Regions from separate parts of the Mus musculus genome. Here region 1 is linked to region 2. A link is a contact called in public HiChIP or PLAC-seq data. All regions are on one chromosome and are shown on one strand. Each heading gives the region's core, a stretch centred on a gene start, on an enhancer-like site or on the middle of the called end of the contact. The rest is flanking DNA. Distances are from core to core; before and after follow the strand shown. Region 1 has its middle 49 kb from the start of Slc22a16. Region 2 holds the start of Slc16a10 (solute carrier family 16 (monocarboxylic acid transporters), member 10).

What was found. HiChIP or PLAC-seq counts read pairs in DNA pulled down with a chosen protein or histone mark.
Region 1: an H3K27ac HiChIP or PLAC-seq map of microglia shows a contact between it and region 2, with 6 times the contacts expected there. The contact joins the enhancer-like site here to the promoter of Slc16a10 in region 2. A contact is called at or near these places in 3 of 39 promoter capture datasets (the C10 cell line, liver and pre-B cells), 1 of 15 datasets of contacts at CTCF or cohesin (pro-B cells), 2 of 484 Hi-C or Micro-C datasets (both in CD8 T cells), 6 of 115 datasets of contacts at active chromatin or transcription factors (the HPC-7 cell line, large pre-B cells, memory CD8 T cells and 3 more) and 2 of 9 other capture datasets (adipose tissue and liver).

Annotation. Positions count from the first base shown.
Region 1 is chr10:40,519,233-40,523,405 of GRCm38.p6, forward strand. No RefSeq gene overlaps it. Among named protein-coding and RNA genes, the nearest start is that of Slc22a16, 49 kb to the right of the region's middle. Within about 2 kb of position 2,484, at least 106 of the 459 cell types and tissues checked have an H3K27ac peak or open chromatin away from gene starts, as enhancers often do. A contact at or near this core is called in microglia and pancreatic cancer cells, where this site is marked.
Region 2 is chr10:40,139,969-40,143,627 of GRCm38.p6, forward strand. It overlaps Slc16a10 (solute carrier family 16 (monocarboxylic acid transporters), member 10), which reads right to left and starts at 2,286. Exons shown (of 6, transcript NM_001114332.1): 1 at 1,735-2,286. The coding sequence starts at 2,068.

The DNA.
Region 1 (4,173 bases), core at 1,234-3,733, 380 kb after region 2:
GTTCAGGAAACCTTGATGGTGTCCAACTTCCTTCCACCTCGGCTTGCCAGACTCAGACAGGACTGCTCCCTGTCTCTCCTCTATCCCCAGGACGTTTTGTCATTGCTGTGAGGCCAAGTAGGATTTTAGGTATTGTGTATTACTGCCTCTCCCGAGTGCCTGCTTTTCCTACTCTTCATCTGACTTTCTTGATGCCCATGTAAACAGTATTTCATCTACAATTCTTGCTGATCAGTCTGTAGAGGCCTTAATGTCCCTTTACCTTGCAGTTTTCTTTGTTCAATAAATATTTTCTAATACCGTAAGCTACCCATTAGGGCAGTCATGAGTGTGGTTACCTGTCTGTTCCAGATCCACCCTTCAGTACCTGCTCTGTGCCAGAAGGTCAGGATCCTTTAAGCAATTCTGCTTTGCTAAGCAGACTGGGTTGAGCTTTGTTCGGGTGGACAGAAGCCGGGGAGGACTTCTCTCTCTAGTCTAGGGGCTAACTTGTAGATTTTCACAGTGTCAGCAGTACACCATGTCTTCCTGTGGCAGCCTCCCTGGCACCTTCCAGTGAATGGATTCCGCCGCAATGCTTCAGGCTTTGCAGTAGCTTGCCAAGAGTGGGTGCCTCCCCTTGGCCAGCTTCCCTGGCAACCCCTTTCACAGCTTCTTGGCAGATGGCTTCCTCAGCACTCCAGAGAGTGGGTTTCTGGAAAGGTCAATCCCCTCATGACCTTTTCCACCCATGAGGTCTGGGACAAGATGGCCTCTGTCTTGAATGGTCTATCTGGGCGTAGGGGCTGAGGATATAAGCCGATGTCTCTCCCTCTGCTCTTCTGATCTTTTTTAGTGCTATCTTCTGTCTCACTGACCTAGTCCTGCTAATGTCAGTCTCCTGAAAAGCACTCTTTTAAGTTTACTATGTGGTATTTGCCTTTTCATTGGTATCTATCTATCTATCTATCTATCTATCTATCTATCTATCTATCCATCATAACTTGGATACAATAATTACATATAATTTCACCATGTCTTTGTTTATAGCAGGAAGTCCAACATAGAACATGGTTGCAAAAAAAAATATCTAAAACATACTTAAACATGAGCTGGCAACCATGATGAATGCCTGCTGTCCCAGCTACTTGGGTGACTGAGACAGAAGACCAGACATTTGAGCCTCAACAATGTAGGAAGACCCTGACTTGAGACAAACTAAAACAAGATAAGCCAGGTGTGGTGGTGCACACCTTTAAACCCAGCAGTCAGAAGGCAGAAACAGGCAGATCTCTGTGAGTTCAAGGCCAGCCTAGTCTACATAGTGAGCTCCAAGCCATATAGAGAGACGCAGTAAAACTCTGTCTCCAATATAAATAAATAAATAAATAAATAAATAAATAAATAAATAAATAAATGGATCATGTGCCTTTCCCACATCAAACTTAACATGGCTGGGGTCCTCAAAGCCTCAGGACTTGGGCACTGTGCATAGCACACCCTGTCAATGTGGTTCCTGTCTCAGTGATCAGTCTACAGAATTGTGACTCCAGTGGTTGAGTCTGATCTTGAAACTCCTTTTCAAGACCTTTCCCAATCCTCTATATCCGTAAAATAGTCAGGAATCCAAAAGGGAAGTTTTCAAAGTTCGGTCGTCTATGACAGCTAAGTTAGTATTGTACATGGTTCTCCTGATTCCAGTCATCGTGTTTTCAGGCCACCAATTAAAAGAAGTACAGGCCCCTTTGTGTGGATAAACACACAAGAACCAGACGCAACAGAAGGGACAGACGATACAAGTATACAGAGAGCTAGAAGAGTCCACCTTCTCTTCCAGCCTTTAGCTCTCTTATTGGCTTGATGATTGCCGCTTGGGGGCCCTGAGTACAGTCGGGTTCTGTGGGTAGTCTGTCCCTTGTGCTTATGTCCTGTCACTACTTTATGAGAACAGTTCTCTGGCTCCTGAAGCCACAGGCAGCTACGATCCCTCAGCCTTTGCGTTTATCTCAGTCATAGCCACACACGGCTCCATTTGTTTGCCGGATTCTTGGGTTATCCCACACTCTCCCACCTTACGGAAAGCATAGCTTAAGATCTCTTTTCTCCTGTGGCCTCAGCTCCATGCCATGCTTGCTCTGGGTCTCCTGCTCTTAGCTCTCTTGGCAGCTGGGGGCACGCACTATCCGACCGGAGACAACAGAGTCCAGCAAAGAATGAGTGATGTTCAGTGAAGGTTTACATATGATAGAATGTGGAGATTAAAAAGAAAACAACAACAACAACAAACAACAACAACATGGAGCTAAAGGTTTCCAGAGGCAGGCAGTTCAGCTTAATAAATAGCTCCTGCCAAGGGGAGTCTGGGAGACATAGGCAGGGGGAACATTGAATGGAGACCGTGGGACTGGGGAAGCAAGGTTGTTAAAGATGGAGACTATTTGCTTGAGTCTCTCATGTTGTAACCTGTGACTAATGCATTAGTCAGGCCGAGCACGTGGAAACTACACAATATGGCTTAGAAAAACATCTCAGTTCTCAAGAATAGCCTCCGAGCCAGACAATGCTGGAAGTAATTGAGAGTGAGGCGCGCATTGTGATTACTGCTCTCTGACATTGTAAACCACCAATCACTCAGCTGCTTCCTGAATTCCCAGCGTCGGGAGCACGGAAGCCCGTCTTTGTCAGTCAACTCGGGAAATGCTAACCTCCTATTAAATCTGTTTTTCACAGAGAAGGATCCCTGGAGTAAACGCCAAAGGAAGCTTAAGCTTCGCACTACCTTAGAGCGCTCATTTTCTTGTCCATACATAATGTTTATTTCAAAATTTTCATTGTCTCCCACTCTTTCTTAAAAGGGGTTGGAAGCGGTGCAAGGCCCGTTTCTCTCTTCTCACGCTGTCGCTCTCCTTACACAGGATGCTGGGCTCTGAAGCAGTGCCTGGTGGCAGTCCAATTGTTTTCTTTGTAGGAGATCTATCTTGTTTTTCTTATCTCCTTTAAAATCTTCCCTTTGAGTTTGGCAACTTTGCATTTTAAATGATGAGTCTGGCTGTTGTACAGGTTCATGGTGCAATGTCGGTCGGCCGAGTTTCTGGTGTGCGTGGAGCTGCGGCCTACATCAGCTCTGGAAACTCATTTAATGTTTTATTCGTCCAAATCTCTCCTTTTCTCTGATATCACTCCCCTTCCCTGGAGACTAGGTTGGTATTAAGAAGAGCCTCCCATCACGCTCCTGGGTCCGAGCCTCCCATCATGCTCCAGGAGCCTCGCTTCCCATCATGGTCCAGGTCTTAACCCTTTTTTCATATTTTCTATCTTTTCATCTCTTTATGTCATATCGTGGGTAATTTTCAGATACAGCTAATTATTTTTCAACTCTCTTTTTCTCTCTCTGCTATTTAGTGTTCTTTGATTCAAAAGATTTTGCATGGTCCATGGAAGACTGGAGGCTGAGAATCCAGAAAATTCTACAAGTTTCTTCTACTTTCTATATTTCTTCAGAATGCAGAAGGCTAGTTTGTTCCTCCTTAAAGGTTTAAGGGGGAAATGCAAGCTCTCCCGCCTTTCCGGAGGCCCAGGTCTCTGTGCAGACCGCCTTCCACCTCACTGACTCCCTCCCAGATTTCTTCTCACTGTACGTTTCTTGGACTTCAGAAAGTTTTTCTGCTCTCTGGGAGCCCAGCTGTGCACTAAAACTACCTTGTGTGTCAGGGCATCTTGCATGGTGGCAGGACAGCCTTCAGGGACTTGACTCTGGCATAACAGTGGGAGGGAAGGCTGTGTACACAGAATGTCGGGGACATATAGACACAGTGGCAAGATACACATCAGCCAGTGTCATGCTCCTCTCATCAAATATTTGAGAAGAAAACAATTATACGGGAAATAGAGAACCATTCAGATCTTGCTCTCTCTCTTGTTAACAACGTTTATGTATGTAACTCAAAAAGATTCCAGGAAAGAGAGATTTCTTACAGTGTAAGACCTCTACAAAGGACAGAGAGGTATTTGGGGGGCGCAAAGAGCAGTAACGGAGAAGCAAGGGAGAACTAAGGGGTCATCCCCAAGTCTGTTTACAGAGAGATCCGTCTCACTGTTTACCCCTCTGCCTTTATAATTGTAAGACTTAGCTAGTAATTTTTATATGAATATCCTGGTTGGAAACCTCTATAATTTCCTTGTTTACTAGAGGAG
Region 2 (3,659 bases), core at 1,036-3,535:
TGTCCTGCAGTGGCACAAAAGGCTTACCTTCCTCCAGCTAAAACTAACAATCGGTGCCTAACCCTTGATCTGCCCAACACAGCAACTTCAACAGTCACTTTAGGAACAGAAATTCCCCATCAAGTATGATACATCATTATTCACATAGAAGAGGGGACAATAATACTTAATACAGAAGTTTTAGAATGCAACCTAAATGTCCAAGAGTGCATAGCCGAGCAAGGGTGGCACACGCCTTTAATCCCAGCACTTGGGAGGCAGAAGTTCGAGGCCAGCCTGCCTACAAAGTGAGTTCCAGGACAGCCAGGGCTACACAGAGAAACCCTGTCTCAGAAAAAAAAAAAAAAATGCATAAAGTACAATACATTACAATATATTCAGATGATGAGAAATCGCTTTAAATGTAGAGGACTGGTGCAGCCCTTGAGCAGCATGCCCAAGGCCCGGTTCCATCCCTGGCACTGAAGGAAGAAATGAATGAAAGAGAAAGGGATTTTTCTCCTCCACCCCATCTTAACCTTCCAATTTATAATTACAATCCTGTTTATTTTATGTGTACACCAAAAATCTAAGCAATACACACTGTAAAAACAGAAACTAAAGGGGTTTTTACATGACTGTAATCCCATCACTTGAGAAGCAGAAGCAAGTCTCTGTGAATCTGAGGACAGCCTGTCCTACATAGTGAGTTCTAGGCCAGCCAGAATTAAATAGTGAGACCCTGCTGTAGTTTTTAAAAGACTATTATTGCCCAGTATGGTGCAGAATGTTCTTATAATCCCAACTGAGCCAAGAGGATCTTGAGTTCAAGGCCAGGCTGAGCAGAGTGAAACACAGAAATTATTGATCTTATTAAGTTTCCCAAAAGGCAGCAGTGGCCCGATTTAGCAAAGAGACTCTCAGTCTCCAAGTCAGGCGATGAGGTCTATCTTTATTCTGGTCCTCACTAAAACACTTCATTTCCCTGACTTTCCATTTTCTCACCCAAGCAGAGCTGACAACACCTGCCCGGCAGCATGAGATGAAATAATGGGGGAAATGTTATGCAGACGGTCCTAGACTTGACTTTTGCATAATCAGTCAGAAAGCATTTGACAAAAATGCGGAGTCTGCACCTTTTGCATTTTATTTCCACAAGGCAAAAAAAACGTCAACATAACAGAAGGTCCAACCCCTTATCTTCCTCTTACCATCCCACGTGGCTGCCTCCTATGCTGTCTAAATATAGTAGAGCGTGCAGAGAGACAACCGACTACCACTTTTAATGGGCTGCCTTTGGGACTCCCTGTGACCTTGGGATCCACTTTTCCATTTTGCCAATCTCCCGTCCTGGCCTGCGCTGCATCTACCCAAACACACCTTTCCTTCTGCAGCATGGCAGGCAGATAACCACACCACCGTGGCGGTCACAAAGCAGACTGTAAAAGTGATAATGCAGTGTTGTTGGTGCTGGAACGTTCAGTTTATTTCCCACCACTAAGAGGAAAGTACTGTGGATTCTTGGCGCCCACTGTGCAGAAAGGAGGAGTCCAAAGCCTCAGGCAGGTACAACTCTGCAACTTGCTTGCCTTTGGGTTCCATACAAAACTGGCAGAGGGAAGCCCCAAGCTGCAGGTTGCAAGTGAGACGGGTCAGGCTCAAAGCTCACACCCTCCCAACACAAGAGGACGCACCAAAAGCTCCCATTTCCCACCCCGCATGCCCTCCTCCCCTCGGCCCGCAGCAACGTCCCACCTGTCTTGAAGGCCATGTTGTCATCGTCCTTGGCCTTGAAGGTGTCCAGCATGGACACGAAGAGCACCCCGTAGGCGTTCTGGATGCCAAACACCGACCCGTTGCACCACATGGCCGCCAGCATCACCAACCAGCCCCAGCCGCCCTCGGGGGGAACGGGGGGCTCACTGCCCGCTGACCTCGTCAGCTCCACCTCCACTTTCTCTGCGGCCACGTCGGAGACATCCGAGGGTCCCGGGCCGGGCAGCGGAGCGTCATCCGAGGGCGCGGGCCCGGGCGGCTGCGCCTCGTTCGTCTCCCGCTCGGCGGCGGGCTCCTCCTGGGACGGCACCATGTCCCGAGGCGGCCCCGTCGGGCACCGAGAAAGCTTGCGGGCGCAAGGTCCCGGGGTGGCTCGCGGAGCCTGGGACAGCCGCGCGGACGGAGGAGGGAGGCCGAGGCGAGGACACTGGAGCCGCGGGCAGGCGGGCGGGCGGGCGGGCGAGAGGCGCACACCGCAGACACCGCCTAAGGCGGCCAGAGGACTTGACACACCGGCTGCCCCTCGCGCCTGATTACGCCGGCCTCCAGCCGCCTCTTAAAAGCGCCCCTCCGCCCTCCCGCACCGCCTAGGGGCGTGGCCACCAGAGGGCCTTACACCCTGAGCCCACAGGTGATTGGGCATCCGCAAGCGGAGGCTCCGCCCCGTGAGGGGTGTCCAATGACCGCCCGCGCGCGCGCGCTTGAAGGCGTGCCGCCAAATTAGCTACCTCCAGGAGTAATGTCACCTCCTCTCAGCATTAACCTTAGAAGTTCTTGGGGAGCGTCTCCTACGTGTGGCCTGCGAAGGTGATCAATCGATCAGGTAATGCTTACCCTCACTGGAATAGAGAGTCACAAATGACAGTTTAAATTTCATATTTGTTGTCCCTTTTGTGCTAGTTATAATATAAAAGATTCCTTATGCCACGTACCTACTTAAAAGGCAATTCAGGAATCAGAGACCTTGTTTAATTACTCCAATTCCGCGAACATACAGTTTGTTTTGAATACTTGGCACAATGAAGATGCTCATTTTGGAAGACAGACTGTGATTCTAAATTTTTCAACTAACAAACATTTTTGACGGGCAGCTAGAAAGCAATACTTTTAAACTTCACAAGTTGTCCTCACACTAAATAAAGAACCAACACTTATATTCAATTCCTCTGCCCCCTGAAGCATCTTATTCTGATGTATCTTCTTAATTTCTCAGATATTTAGATTACTCACTCCAAACAAAATCAAAATATGCTAGTTACTTAAGCACCAGTGTGGTGGGTTATACAATAACTGTGATTATCACATTCTTGCTTCTCTCTGTCCTAAACTAGTAAGTAAAAACAGTCCAGAAATAGAAAGTGGGGTGCAATAGGGTTAAACACTGGGACATCAGCTAGGAGGTAGGAGCACAAGCCTTGTATCCCAGTACTCCGGAAGCAGAGGCAGGCAGATCTCTGAGTTCTGGGCCAGTCTGGTCTACAGAGTGAGTTCCTGGACAGTCAAAGCTACACAGAGAAACCCTGTCTTGAAACCAACTACCCCCATACCCCCACCCCACCCCCCAAAAAAGGATAGTATGTAAGAAAGTAAGTTTGAGCTGAGCTATGATTAGCCACATGGTTCTGTGGACAAGGACAAGCAAAGAGCCTTCCAGCCAAAGAAACAGAGAAGAAACCAAAGACAGGGGAGGGTCCAGAGGAGTGTTCTGGGAATACAGGGCAATGTGGGTGCTTTAGAGATTAAGTTAAAATAGCACAATAGCTTGGATATATATTACCCCTCAAATTCTTTTGGTGTCTTAGTCACTGTCTATTGCTGTGAAGAGACACTGTGACCAAGGTAACTCTTTTTTTACAAAAAGCATTTAATTGGGGGCTTTCTTACAGTTTCAGAGATTTAGTCCA